Regions from separate parts of the Sus scrofa genome. Here region 2 is linked to region 1. Evidence: chromatin contacts called from public Hi-C data. All regions are on one chromosome and are shown on one strand. The core of a region is the stretch at or near the end of the contact, and the rest is flanking DNA. Distances in the headings are between cores, read along the strand shown.

The links. Hi-C and Micro-C count contacts between places; a contact is called where the count stands out from the background.
Region 2: a contact with region 1 is called in a Hi-C map of liver, with 6 times the contacts expected there. The contact joins the promoter of DTNB here to the promoter of RAB10 in region 1. A contact is called at or near these places in 3 of 47 Hi-C or Micro-C datasets (heart right ventricle, liver and mesenteric adipose tissue).

The regions. Positions count from the first base shown.
Region 1 is chr3:112,922,344-112,926,416 of Sscrofa11.1, forward strand. It overlaps RAB10 (RAB10, member RAS oncogene family), which reads right to left and starts at 1,845. Exons shown (of 6, transcript NM_001243060.1): 1 at 1,188-1,845. The coding sequence starts at 1,314.
Region 2 is chr3:113,227,762-113,231,540 of Sscrofa11.1, forward strand. DTNB (dystrobrevin beta) reads left to right here and starts at 1,400. Exons shown (of 21, transcript XM_021087744.1): 1 at 1,400-1,598.

The sequences.
Region 1 (4,073 bases), core at 595-3,094:
CCTCGCCCAACTTTAGCATAATTTGCTTTGAGAATTAACTGACAAATATTTCTCACAAGAAATCCAAATCAATGATTCAAAATGCTATATACACTGTTTGAAATCAGTTTAGTTTTGACAATTCCCAGAGTTCAAAGAGGACTGCAGCTGCTTTTTAAAAATCGTTTCAACATAAAACCAATTACACTTAAACATGGTTTTCATTGCACTGACCCACGGCTGCGTGCAGGGCCCCAACTGACAGAGACAACTACGTGCCCTTTAAGGTATTGGGGGGGGTTCACATACAACTCTTTTAACAAAATTGATTTTAATGCCACTAAATTTTCTTAGCAAAATCAAAAGGGACTTTCCTACAGGCTTCTCTCTTCTCAAAGGGGAAACCGACTTAAAAGGTCAATCTTTAGCTCTTACTTTCACAATAAATAATTCTGAAACATGAGGTGGAAGTACATTAGAAGTCCTAAAGCTATGACTGGCAAACAATTCCCTGTAAATTCCAGTGTAAAAAAGAAGGGAGAACTTCATTCTTTCAGAATCGAGGACAGAAACTGATCAGCTTCCATTTGCTTACCGCTTCTGTTGATGTCTCAAAAAGCACTGTGAGCCAACATACCAATAGAGTCCCACCCCAAGCACGAAGAGCCTCCGATTGTTTGACACATCAATGGATTAGTCAACGCGGGGCAACTCGCTTTTCCTTTCTAATTTGCTTTAATTATTCCTCACACAAACCCTTAAGTTTACTCTAAGTTATGACCATATGGAATCTTCTCTTTGCCCTCAAGTATATGAATTAAGGCCTTTGCCAAATGACTCCTACTGCTTCACTCCCAGCCATCAAAATAAATCCCTTACAAATATCGTACATCTAGTAACGCCACACAAACATGGAAAAAGCCAACCCAGTCGTTTAAAGAAACAGGGTTCTGGAACGTTGTTAATGCTGCATATTTTGTAACAGCAGTCACTGAGCAGAGTGGGAGACCTGAAAGGAAAAGAACCGATGGAGAGCATGGGAAGACCCCGCCCCAGAAAGCTCGAGGCTTTCAAACAGTAACTTGGGTCTGTCGCTTGGAATCGGAATCACTGAAACAAAGGCGTATATTACGCGAAGCAAGATGTCTGGAGTTAAAGAAACGGTTTGCAGCTGCAGAGACCGTACGCCATCCTCCCACAGGTCTTACCTATGGTGGAAATAAAGGTGGTGTTGAAGGCATCATCCGAAAAACGAAAAAGGACGCAGGTCTTCCCCACTCCCGAGTCCCCGATCAGGAGCAGCTTGAAAAGCAGGTCGTACGTCTTCTTCGCCATTGGGAGGAGCGGCTCAGGCTCTCGCCGCCGGCGGCCCCAAGGGATCAGTCCCTCTCACTACGGACAACTCCTCGCTCAGGCGTTCTCAGGCCGGAGGACCGGGGAGGCGTGGGAAAAAGGAGGGCTCGAGAGGGCGCGGGCGACCTAGGAACGGCTTCGTCGAGGAAGCCTCGACGGTGGCGGCGTCCGGTGCCTTCGAGGGCGGCGACCACGGCTCCGCAGCCTCTCCCAGCCGCTCCGCCCGGTTCCGGGGAGTCGGTCGGGACAAAATGGCCTCCCCTCCCCCCTCAGGGCTGCTCGGCCGGGACGCTCCCACGGGCTAGAGAGCAAGCTCGGCCGTCGAGGGAGCGCGGCAGGCGTGAGGACAGTCTGTCTGTCTCTCTCTCTCTCTCTCTCGAGCAGCAGCAGCAGCTCCGCGCTAGGGCGCGGCGACGGCAGCGAAGGAGGACCCGGAGCCGACAAGCTCAGCTACATAGCCACAGGAAGCCGAGCCGCCCCGGCCAGAGCCACCTTTTCCCCGTGCCCTCTCACGCCGGCGTGCGCGCTGCCTGAGACGCACGCAAGGACGTACGCCCGCCCTCTCCTCGCGCCCTCACTCTGCGGCCCGCCTCTGCGCACGCGCGCCAGGGGGTATGGGGGCACGCGGGGGCGGAGAGTGAAGCTCCAGCTCTCTGGGCCTCGGTCTAAGGCCGGGCGGAGACGAGAGAGAGGAGGGGCGAGAGAGGGCGAGGCCGCGGGCGCGCTCCCTGTGGCCGCCTGATAGGGTGCGCGGCGTTGTGAGCACGCCCCGCGGGGAGGCGCTGCCTAGTGACTGCGCAGGCGCGGCACGCTGGAGTAGCCCCTTGACTTCCCCCCGTTTTCCTCCCGGGATCGCCCTCCCGGCTGAGCGGAGGATGCTTTTCGCCGCGCTTGACGCGTGTGTTGAGCTGAGAGTCTTGGGGCAGCCACCGGCTTGGGTGGCCATGTGTTCCTGTGTAGCCATAGCCCGTATATGCTAGAAAAAGCAGCGCCCTGGGTCATTTAATAGCCTCTAAGCTAAAATGAGGCGCATTCAGGAGTGCCGTCCCTCGTGGCTAGTCATGGCCTGGGAAACATTACGGCTCCATCCCGGTTTGCTTAAGGAGCAAGAGTTGGCGTTCAAGATACCAGGAGTTTGAAATGGAAAAAACTGGCCGCGCTGCTCAAGCTGGGATGATGTAATCTGCCTTCTAGGGCGAGGAACAGAGGGCCGAGGATCACCTGGGCGTTGGGAGCACCTCCCGCCAAGTGGAAGCCTCGGTGCTGTGCTCTACATGGAGAACCAGCTCCAGAACTTTAGCCACCTTTCGGAGTAAGGACGGCCCAAGAGCACTATACGGAAGCGGGACCCTTCCCTTCGGCCGGAATTGAACCACCAGCGTCCCAAACTGAAGGATAGTGAAGCCAACCCCAACCCCAAGCTGCCTCTTCCTTGACTATCATTTCTTATGGCTAACACCCTTTCTTCCCTCTCCTCAGCCTCAGGTAGTTTAAATATTACTTTCTGTAGTTTAAATATTCATACTCCTGCCCTACCTTTTTTCTGGGTGCTTTGTGGCTCTAAAACACACCTAGGGTGTGATGGCAGAGTAGTCGAACTTGGTGGGCTGGTTCAGCCTGCTGCAGGAGAAAACCCTGAGACATCTTGAAAGCAAGAAACAGAGATAGAGAGAAGTAAAAACTGCATTTTTACAACCCACCCCCCACCAGCAAAATGTGTATTTATTAATCTTTTTAGGGCTGCATCTGCAGCATATGGCAGTTCCCAGGCAAGGGGGTGAATTGGAGCTGCAGCTGTCAGCCTAGGCCATAGTCACAGCAACACGAGATCGGAGCTCTCCTGGTGACTTACACTGAAAGCTTGCAGCAATGCCTGAGCGAAGCCTAGGATCAAACCTGTATCCTCGTCTATACTATTTGGGTTCATAAACCGCTGAACCACAACGGGGATTCCTGTTCATTTAATATGTAATTAAAATTAGTTTTTTGGGCAGTTAGGGTAATCGTGTTTCAGTCTCCCATTCTTTTTTTTTTTTTTTTTTTTTTTTTTTGGCCCACACCTGTGGCACTTGCACCGCAGCAGTAACCCCAGAACCACAGCAGTGACAACACCAGATCCGTAACCTGCTGAGCCACCAGGGAATCTCAGTCTCCCATTTTTGAAGACTTGTCTTATACTCTTCCTCCCCAGCTACCTCTAAAGCTTCATTTCTGAAGCTGCCTGTCTTCTCTAATAATCTTACTCTCCAGTTTGTTTCTGTGATTGCTCTTGTCACTTAAACCGTATACTCTATGAGTCATTCTTTCTCCAGTTTGGAATGTCTTATGAGGATAATACCAACAATTCTAAAATAGCCTAGCCATGCAAATCACAAATTGAGCTATGATCGGTGCTTCCCAGGTTTGTCATCATTTCAGTCATAACATTCAGCATGTCAGGAACATCTTCAGTGTTAGCTTCATTCTTCCTTTCAAAATAAGCTCGATTAACTCAAACCCCAATGTTGTGAGGCATTTTAGAAATGTTATGATTTTTAAATGTAGGAAGCCTAATTAATTCTACTACATAAACATTGGTGATAGTGGGCAGCTAAAAATGAAAATATTTTTTTTAAATTTATTCTTAGAATTCCCACTATGGCACAGGGGTTAAGAGTCCAACTGCAGCAGCTTGGGTGGCTGCGAAGGCAAGGGTTCGATGCCTGATCTGCCATAGTGGGTGAAGGATCCAGTATTGCTGC
Region 2 (3,779 bases), core at 150-2,649, 300 kb after region 1:
GGTTTCCAGCATCTCCTTCACCATAGAGGTTTAAAAATAGGAGATGAGAGGAGGAAGAGGATGCTGTAAAGGCAGGCAGGCAGGCAGACAGCAGCAGGAGGTGGCACGATGTACCATAAGTTGCCAAAAAACAGTGAAAAACCAGACTCAAAACATACCGGCCTGGGCTCTCCTGGTTTAGAGATTCACATCCTTCACTAACATATCAAGAGTCTTTAAAGTGTTTGGAGCCTCAAAAAATGTTGAGAAAATGATCCTTTGAACTGTTAAAAGAAGCATTGCTGTTCCTCATTCGGCACCACCTTCTGTTTCTCACACAGTTTGGACAGGATTTGATCAAAAATGGATATTAGGAGTTCCCGTCGTGGCGCAGTGGTTAACGAATCCGACTAGGAACCATGAGGTTTCGGGTTCGGTCCCTGCCCTGGCTCAGGGGGTTAACGATCCGGCGTTGCCGTGAGCTGTGGTGTAGGTTGCAGACGCGGCTCGGATCCCGCGTTGCTGTGGCTCTGGCGTAGGCCGGTGGCTACAGCTCCGATTAGACGCCTAGCCTGGGAACCTCCACATGCCGCGGGAGCGGCCCAAAGAAATAGCAAAAAGACAAAAAAAAAAAAAAAAAAAAAAAAAAAGGATATTAAAGCAAAAAAGCTGATGCTGAGATGGTAACCTTTATTTACTCTCCGTTCCTTTGTCCAAGCTGTTTACCTAGCTTTTAATGTCCCCTCCCCCTTTTTTCCTCCTAGTACGTCCTTTTCTTCCCTGCATGGTGAACACAAATGCCACCTCTTCCAAGAACCCCCGAGCATTGTCCAAGCGGAAGTAATCTCTTCCTCTGTTCTCCCACAACATCTCACTGTGGCTTGGCTTTGCACGGGTCACCAGACCTGGTTGTTTACATGGCTGCTTTTCCACTAAGTTATGCGCTTCTTGTGATCGGGGACCGTGACGATGACGATGTAACCACACAGCACCTGGTACAGCGCTACAGCGCTAGGCACGGAGTCGGTGCTCAGTAACTGCTCGCTGGGTTGAATCAATCTGGAAAAATCACTCGGGGCAGGGTCTCGTGCTCCAGGCACGGATGAATGATTCGGGGTGGAGGTGGTTCTTTGCATTTTTTACCTCGTAGTTACGTCGGGGCGAGCATCCAGGTGGCGGGGCCCATACCTACGGAGTAGAAATGCACCTCCGCGGCCCGCTGCAGACACCCGGGCGAAGTCGGTAGGGGGCAAGTTTCCTCCGCCCTCCCGGAACCCGGCCGTAGGGGGCGGGGCTCGAGGGGAATGAGGCCCGCTGGCCCGCCCCCTCCTCCGCGCGGCGGAAGCCCCGCCCCCAGCCGCGCGTTCGCGCAGGCGGCTCGTGCCCGCCCCCAGCCCTGCGCCCTCGCGCCCTCGCGCCCTCGCGCCGGGGGCGGGCTCGCTGCGCGTGCCGGGCGGGGAAGCGGCGCGAGCCGGGCGCCTGAGAACGTTCGCCGCGGGGGCGGCTCCGGGGCCTGAGCGGACGCCGCCGCCGCCTGAGCCGCGGGGGCCGGGCCGGAGGAGACGGAGGAGGCTGCGGCCCCCGAAGACCTTCTCGACGCCCCCAGCTCCGGCCGAGAAGTAAGTACGGTGGGGGTTGGCGGCGGCGGCGGCCGCTGGCTGCGGGAGAGGAGCGCGGTGCTGGAGCCTCGCGCTCGCGAGGGACGAGAAGGAGCCCGCGCAGCGCCCGCACCTGGGGAGCCTGCGGGGGTGCAGGGCCGGGAGCGGCGGAGACTGAGCCTGGGAGCCGGGGCCGCAGCACCGCGCGCGCTGTGAGAGGAGACGGCGCCGCGCGAGCGGTCTCCGCCGCTCCTGGCCCCCGCCGCTCCCGGCCCTGGAGGGGCGATCCGAGGGGATGGAGCGCAGCCCCCGGCTGGCGTCGCCGAGCTGTGATCCCCGGGGCCGGGGAGGGGACTCCCGGGTCCCGAGCTTGCTGTGGCCACCGGGCGCGGAGCTGGGGTGCGGGCGCTGGACTGATGCTGCCGGAGGCCGGCTGGCTGGGAGGAGGCTCTGCGTTAGGTGTTGAAGGGGGCGAAGGAGGCAGGTCCTGGCAGAGGGCAGGTGAGGCAGGCAGGCCCTGGCAGAGGGAAGGGAATTTATTTCACATCGCCCTAAAGCACTATTTCCCGAGGCGCCTAACAGTGAACCTGTCCCCCGAGGTCACCCTTTAAAGGAAAGTGCCCTGAGAGGAGGGAGGATGCAGCTATGGAATGCTTGCTGTTAAATTCCTGTGCCAGGCCTTGGGATTAGGAAGACCTTCCAGCCTTCTCAGCAAATGTTTATTGATTAGCTCTTTTCGGTCGAGAACCGTGATCCACAAAATTGTGTAAAACACAGCCATCGTTTGCTGTTTGGGTGCGGACAATCCGATTGTGAAGGTATGCGTATAAAATACAAAGCAGATTTGAGTTTTACCTCATACCGTATTCATTTTAGGTCTCTTTTTTCACAGTATTGGGAGGTTCGAGTCATAAAACTGCTTGGTTTGGGGATTCAAGTAGGAGGGTCCGAGAAGCTTGTGGGAAGAATTTGGGAGTTTTTGAAGGTGCTTTTAACATTTAAAGGGGGAGAAGGGAAAAGAGAATTGGAAATAGGTAAGAGAAGGGAAAAGGGAATTGGAAATAGATAAGAAGTTCCCTTCCTTCCTAAGTAGAATGAAACTCCATGACTGTTAACTGAATCCTCAGTGACAGGAACAGAGCCTGAGCCCCAGCAGGCACTAAATGCCTGCCTCTTGCAAAAATGAATGAACCCAGCAAGGTTTTGCTCTATTTTACACGGAACCCTGTTGATCAATTTGGTGGTAGGGATAGCTGATGAACTTTACTTGTTCTTCAGGCTCGATCTCTCCTTTTTTTTTGGCCGAGTAACCCAGGTTCTTAGATCTTCGTGGCTATAGTGACGGAGGTGTGATTTTTTTTTTTTTGGCCTTGCTGCCACTTTCACGTCTTTATTGCATGTTGGCTGCCAGGAGCTTACTCTTTGGGCCATTGCTTCAAGTCATCCCATTTCTGGCCCTCCTCTTTTCCATCACTTGGGGAAGGAGAATACTTTTGTCTAGAGAACACTTTTTCATTTTTATTCGTGTTCTTGGATCTTAGGTCTATAGTGAGAGGATATATCTCTGTTTTTTGAGGGCTGAGATTCTGCCTTTTCTCTGCCTTGGTTGGATTTCGGGACTCAGGCTCCAGGCTGCTGTTTCAATTGCCTGTGCTGCAGTGCCTGTTAGGTTACTTTGACTGCCAAATTAAAACTTGACCTTTTATGAGTTCTCTGAGGATTTTTATCACACATAAATGGAATTACCTTTGAAGGGGGTAATGTAGTCAAGGCAGTGCTGGCAGGGTTTTGAGTGTCCACTCTGTGTGAGAAACAAAATTTCTACTTAGAAAATCAGACTTAAAGTCAATAGAATGCCAGGTAACCATTTATTTTATGTCTTTAATATAAAATATCTCAGGACCTATGTTACCTCATGAAAATAAAGTATTAATTCAAATTTGGCATTCTGTAGTAAGCCTTGAAGAACTAAGTTAGTTTCAGGGCTGTGTACTTAAGAGTACAACCAGCAGGTGTCTACTGGTTCTTATTTATTTATTTATTTATTTTTAATTTAGGGCCGTGTCTACTAATATGGTGGTTTCCAGGCTAGGGGTCAAATCAGTTTCTGCTGCCAGCCTATACCACAGCCACAGCAACACCAGATCAAGCCACAATGGGAACTCCTACAGTTCTTGTTTTGGGATACCTAGGTCCTGTAAT